Regions from separate parts of the Oryctolagus cuniculus genome. Here region 2 is linked to region 1. A link is a contact called in public Micro-C data. All regions are on one chromosome and are shown on one strand. The core of a region is the stretch at or near the end of the contact, and the rest is flanking DNA. Distances in the headings are between cores, read along the strand shown. Region 1 holds the start of PLCG2 (phospholipase C gamma 2). Region 2 overlaps PLCG2 (phospholipase C gamma 2).

What was found. Hi-C and Micro-C count contacts between places; a contact is called where the count stands out from the background.
Region 2: a contact with region 1 is called in a Micro-C map of ear pinna, with 6 times the contacts expected there. The contact joins the enhancer-like site here to the promoter of PLCG2 in region 1. A contact is called at or near these places in 2 of 6 Hi-C or Micro-C datasets (ear pinna and an unstated tissue).

The regions. Positions count from the first base shown.
Region 1 is chr18:63,846,905-63,849,628 of mOryCun1.1, forward strand. It overlaps PLCG2 (phospholipase C gamma 2), which reads left to right and starts at 1,334. Exons shown (of 33, transcript XM_002711657.5): 1 at 1,334-1,471. LOC103348533 (a long non-coding RNA gene) reads right to left here and starts at 1,288. Exons shown (of 4, transcript XR_011384125.1): 1 at 1,145-1,288; 2 at 940-1,007; 3 at 394-507; 4 at 1-214.
Region 2 is chr18:63,928,158-63,930,857 of mOryCun1.1, forward strand. It overlaps PLCG2 (phospholipase C gamma 2), which reads left to right. Exons shown (of 33, transcript XM_002711657.5): 9 at 909-981. Among named protein-coding and RNA genes, the nearest start is that of PLCG2, 81 kb to the left of the region's middle. Within about 2 kb of position 1,329, at least 2 of the 8 cell types and tissues checked have an H3K27ac peak or open chromatin away from gene starts, as enhancers often do.

The sequences.
Region 1 (2,724 bases), core at 84-2,583:
CTTTTATTTCTTAGATCTATTAATTTATTTGAACCACAGTGATAGAGGGAGACAGAGAAAATTATCTTCAGTCTGCAGGTCACTCTTCAAATTGCCACAACTGGAACTGCGCCAGGTCAAAGCTAGGGGTGGGGAACTCCACGCGGGTCTTGCACATCGGTGGCAGGGGCTCTTGGCCCTCTGCTGCTGCTCTCCCGGGGGCTTTAGCAGGGAGCTGGATCAGAAACAGAGAAGCTGGGACTTGAACTGCAGCTCCCAGAGGGGAGGCCGGTGTTGCAGGCGGCACCACAGCAGCTGCCCCCGAGGGGATTGATTAAAATGAATCCACACGGAGGCTCTGAAAAACAGCTACAAAAATCAAGGCAAAGAAATCCCACCCACACTTAGCCTTACTCCTGGCAAAGTCACTCCATGGCTTCATGCCGTCGATGGCAGAACGGGTCTTCCCAAGACGTCTTTAAAAAGCAGGAGATCAGCGGATGGGGGGCGACTGGGCCCTGCACACACCTGGGAAGGAAGCAATGAAGGACATGGGTCCGCAGGTCTTGGAGTCAGCGCTCTGGACCCAGCGCTTCCAGGGGGAGCAACGTAGCTGTGGCGTTGAAGCGCTCTTGGGGAGAGGCCGCCTCGGTCCCATGAAGATGGGTGCGCACAAAGGCAGGACGTCGGGCAGAGCGGTTGAGACCCCCAGACCCGCACTGGAGAGCCTGGGGCGATTCCAGCCTCCCCCTCAATGCCGAACGAGGAGGAGGCAGCAGTTGGGCCCTGGCACCCACGTGGGAGACCTGGTTTGAGTTTAAAAGATGCACTGGAAGAGCTTTAACAAAACCATTTCATGAACGAGAGAATGGGACAAAGTAGCATTTCAAAAAAAAAAAAAACAAAAAACAAAAACAAAACAAAAAAACCAAGAAACAAAAAACCAACCCTGAAACCTACGTTCTTCTCATTGGAAAAACTGGGGAGCCACCGTCCGGGTTCATTCCGTTTTGGCGATGTTTCTGCATCTGCGAACACGGAGGCTGAGGGCAGAGTGGCCCCCTAAGGTGGTGAGCTTCGTTCTGACCCCAACGCGACCTCAGCGACTTCCAGTTGGGGTCAATCACACACGCGCACAACACCTGCACCCAGTAGGCGCGCTCGCCTAGAGCCGCGATGTCCGGGAAGCTCTACTCTTCCCACCTGGCCGCTGGCTTCCCCTTCGGCAGCCTCAGCTTGGGTGCCGGGCCTGGGCCGCCCCCGTAGCGGTGCCGGGAGAGGCGGGCCGGGCCGGCGCGGGGGGTGGCCCGGGAGGAGTCACGTGGCCCCGGGCCCCGGCCAAAGCAGAAGTTGCGAGTGCTGGCGGAGGAGAGCGTGCGCCGAGGGAGTGCCCGGAGCCCGGACGCGGGAGGCTGCGCGGGACCCCGGAGCCCGGAGCCCGGACCCCGGACCCTCGGCTGGGCGGACGGCTGCGCCCCGGGTGCGCGGTCAGGTGAGTAGTTTAGCCAAGCGGGAGCGCAGCCGGGCGCACAGGGACCTGCGCTCGGCGGCGGCTGCGGCGGCGGTAGCGTCGGGCGAGATGCGCCCAGCGGGGACCTGCGCCCCTGCAGGGGTAGCGCGCGCCGACGGGGACCCCCTGCCCCCGGCCTGCTGTGCTTGGGGCCTGGCTGGCGACTGGCGAGGATCCGGGCCCCGCCGACGGCCACTTCCTCACCCGAGGCCGGCGCCACTTCTCCGGTCCGTGCTTCGAGTGGGAACCGGAGGAAGCGGCTCGACTTGGGGGCAGGGGTCGCATGGACGCCGGGTCCAAAGGTCCTGGCCGCGCGGTCCCGCGTGGGGTGGCGCCGCGGCCGGAGCGCGCCTGTCCGGAGCCCGCCGCCGCTGCGGCCGCACTTCCCCGTATTTCACAGGTGGCCGGGGGCGGAGGTACCACGGAGGGCCCAGCCAGCCCCCGGGAGCGTCTCTTTCCCCGCACTCCTCGGAGTGCTCCCGTGCCTCGGAGTCCCGAAGAGGTCCGTACCCCCATGGCGGAGGAATTAATTCGAAGGAAAGACGTGGATTCGAGTAGAGGCTGGGCTGGGGCCCGCGAAGCCCCCTGCTTTCGAGCTAGGCCAGGGCCTAGGGAGGGCGAGGGTCGACGCGGCGCCCAGAAGCAGGGGGCAAGCCTCCTGGGAATTTCGGTCCCAGCGGCTTGATCCCGGCGTCTCCCACTCGCCCCCTGGCTACTGCAGCCGCCAAAGCCCACTTTCTGGCTGTGAAAAGGGCACCCGAACCCCGGCCTGCTGGTCTAGGCGTCCCTGGGGCGGCTGCGGTAGGCGGTTTCCCCTGTTAGAGTTGGGCAGGCGGCTGCGGGCAGGGCAGCCAGGCTCGGGCGGCTGCTCCTCGAGGGCCTTCCGCTCCCCAGCCAGCGTGGACCCACGCATCGCCCTCAGGCGCTCCCTGGCCCGTTAGTGGAAGATGGCTGGGGATAAAACTTTGGACAACTCCCGCTTAATTGAGAACCCGGTAAAGCTCAGCCATTATGCCCCACCCCTCACCCCACATGAACGCAGTCCTCTGCCTCCCCACCCCGTGGGAGTGACCGCCGCGCCTGGACCCACGGAGGAGCGGCCTTTGGGACAGGACAGGAGCCAGTGCACTGCGCTCAGTCTCCATCTCACGGATCTTTCCAGGTCCGGTTGACTGTTTCCGGTGTCCCCCTGTGCCAGGCTGTAGCACTGTCCTCAGTGTGTCTCCCAGCATTTA
Region 2 (2,700 bases), core at 79-2,578, 81 kb after region 1:
AGGTTGGCGGGAGACTGTGAGACTGGACAGGGAAGGCTCGAGAAAGACTGGGGTGCGAGACGCTGCGCTCGGGCCCCTGGGTGGCAGAGGGGCTGGCGTGAGGCGTGTTTCCCTCCTGCACTCTTTAGGGAGACCATTCCCCCGCCTCTGCACGGGCTCCAGGAGTGCCCTCGTCTCCCTGGGGTGTGCCGTCCCGTCCCAGCCAGGGAGCTGCCAGGTGTAGGGTGCAGCCGGCACCCCTTCCTTGCTGGCCCAGGCCGGGGCCCTGCCCTTATTCAGAGCGGGGGGGGGGGGGCTCCCTGCCATCTAGGGAGATGCCCTCTGCTGTCCCTGGCTGGTGGCTCTCATGCCGCAGCATGGCTAGGGGGCCGGGGCTTCACGTGTTCCCCACCCTGCTTCCGAGCCCCTGAGGGCCCTGGCCAGGTCTGGACGGAGGCCCCTGTGTCTGCAGCATCTGCTCCCGCACTGTGCGCAGGCGCCAGCCGTGTCCCTGCCTCCCCACTTTCCCTACAGCCCTTTGCAGTTGGGGTCCCCTTGGCCTGCCTCCCTGGCCCTCCCGGTCCTTGGGGTTTCACTGCTTCTTGCTCCACAAGCCGTCCTGGGCCTCCAGCCAGGGGTCTGGGCCCTCTCGGCCCTGCCCCAGGCATTCCCCCCACCCTCCCGCCCCCGTTCCCTGTCGCCTGTCTCCCTGTCCCGTGTCCCCCGTGCGTGGCTTCTCTTCCACACACATGTGGGGTTTCCCAGACCTCAGAGTGCACAGGACGCCCCTGGGAGCGGCTCAGTGCGGGTTCCAGGCCTGCGCCTGCCTGGTGCCCGGCACAGCCGGGGGACCCGAGGGACCGGTGGCCAGCATCACCCCGGGGTGATGGACGGCGCCCTCTGAATGGCCTCCCTTTCCCCGAGGGCAGGAACACCGACCGGCCGGACGCCTCTGCCGTTCACCTGCACGACTTCCAGAGGTTTCTCTTGCATGAACAGCAGGTGAGAGGGCGGAGTCAGAGACGTGCAGGGGGCTGGGGAGGGCAGGGCTTGGGCGGCTTCCTGCGTCGGGGCCTCCTCCTCCTCACCCCACGCTGCCCGCGTCCCCCACCACTCGCACTTTGCCATCTTCAACTCTGGACTCAGAAACGGCTGCAGGCCTGGGTAGAGGACAGGGGCTGCAGGCTGGCCGCAGCTCCCCCACCAGGCTCTTGGGTGTCACTCCCCAGGGAGCCTTCCATGACTGGTGGGAGCCGCAGGACCTCTGGGAGAGAACCAGCAATGCTGCCTGCACTGTGCTTGTGCCTGGGCTCTGAGCGGGTGGCAGAGTCCAGGGCACTGCATGCTGGGAGTGGCTTCCCTCCCGGAGGACTCTGGGCAGTGTCCAGGGATGCTCTGGTTGTACTACTGGCTCCCGGGGATGCAGGAGAGTGGTGCTGCCCAGCCCCCTGTGTGCACAGGGCAGTCCCCTGCGCACAGGTGTCCAGCCCCTCGGGATGGGAGTCCCCACGGCAGGGAGGTCAAAGTGAGATTTTCTTTCTGGCTGTGCAGCCATGAATAGGCAGCTTAGCTTCTCTGCGCCCCTGTTTCTTCGTCTTTAAGTGGGGTTGAGAGCCCCTGCGTGTCAGACCTGAGGGGAGCAGAGAGGACCGCACAGATCTGTGTGCATGAGAACCTGGGTTTATCTGGGTGGTCACTCACAGATGTGCACACACGTGTACACACGTGCACACACACACGCCCGTGCACACACACACACACCACGTTTTTATGTCTTTAGAGTCTTGTTTATTTCTCCCCTCATTTATATAATTTTTTGGATTTTTAAAAAAGTGGACTTTATATCATCCTCTTCACACAAAATCTAAGTTCGGAGAGCATTTCTCACACCCCAGGGTGCTTCAGGAAGCTCACGGGAGAGCGAGGTGGAGACGGTAGCTTCCGGGGTGCAGGCATCTTTGAAATGCATTGCAGGTTTTTGTAAGGTGCTGTTTGCACAAACTTGCAGAGGCCCCTGGCACACAGAAGTAGACCAAGCGGCCTTGGGCGCTGCCCTGGGCTCATGACCCAGATCAGAAACAAGGGGGCTTTGCCAGTGTTACGTCCTCCCTTCTAGACACCCACGTGTCTCCCCCCGCCTCCATCTAAAGTACATCCCAGGCTGTGTGTCTCCTCATTTTCCAGTCGTTTAGCTCATCTGTCTCGCAGCTAGGGACTACCTGTTAGAAGGTGCTACTGTCGGCTGGCTCCGTGGCTCAATAGGCTAATCCTCCACCTAGCAGTGCCGGCACACCGGGTTCTAGTCCCGGTCGGGGCGCCAGATTCTGTCCTGGTTGCCCCTCTTCCAGGCCAGCTCTCTGCTGTGGCCCGGGAGTGCAGTGGAGGATGGCCCAAGTCCTTGGGCCCTGCATCCCATGGGAGACCAGGAGATACACCTCGCTCCTGCCTTTGGATCAGCACGGTGCGCTGGCCGCAGAGCGCCAGCCATGGCGGCCATAGGAGGGTGAACCAATGGCAAAAGGAAGACCTTTCTCTCTCTCTCTCTCTCTCTCTCTCTCTCTCACTGTCCACTCTGCCTGTCAAAAAAAAAAAAAAAAAAAAAAAAAAAAAAAAAAAAAAAAAAGGTGCTACTATCACATCTTGCATGGTTAGTGTCGCCCAGCGTGCAGTCGGATTGAGTTGGTTGTTGAGAAGGCTGAACCTCCGTGATGGCCGGGGACG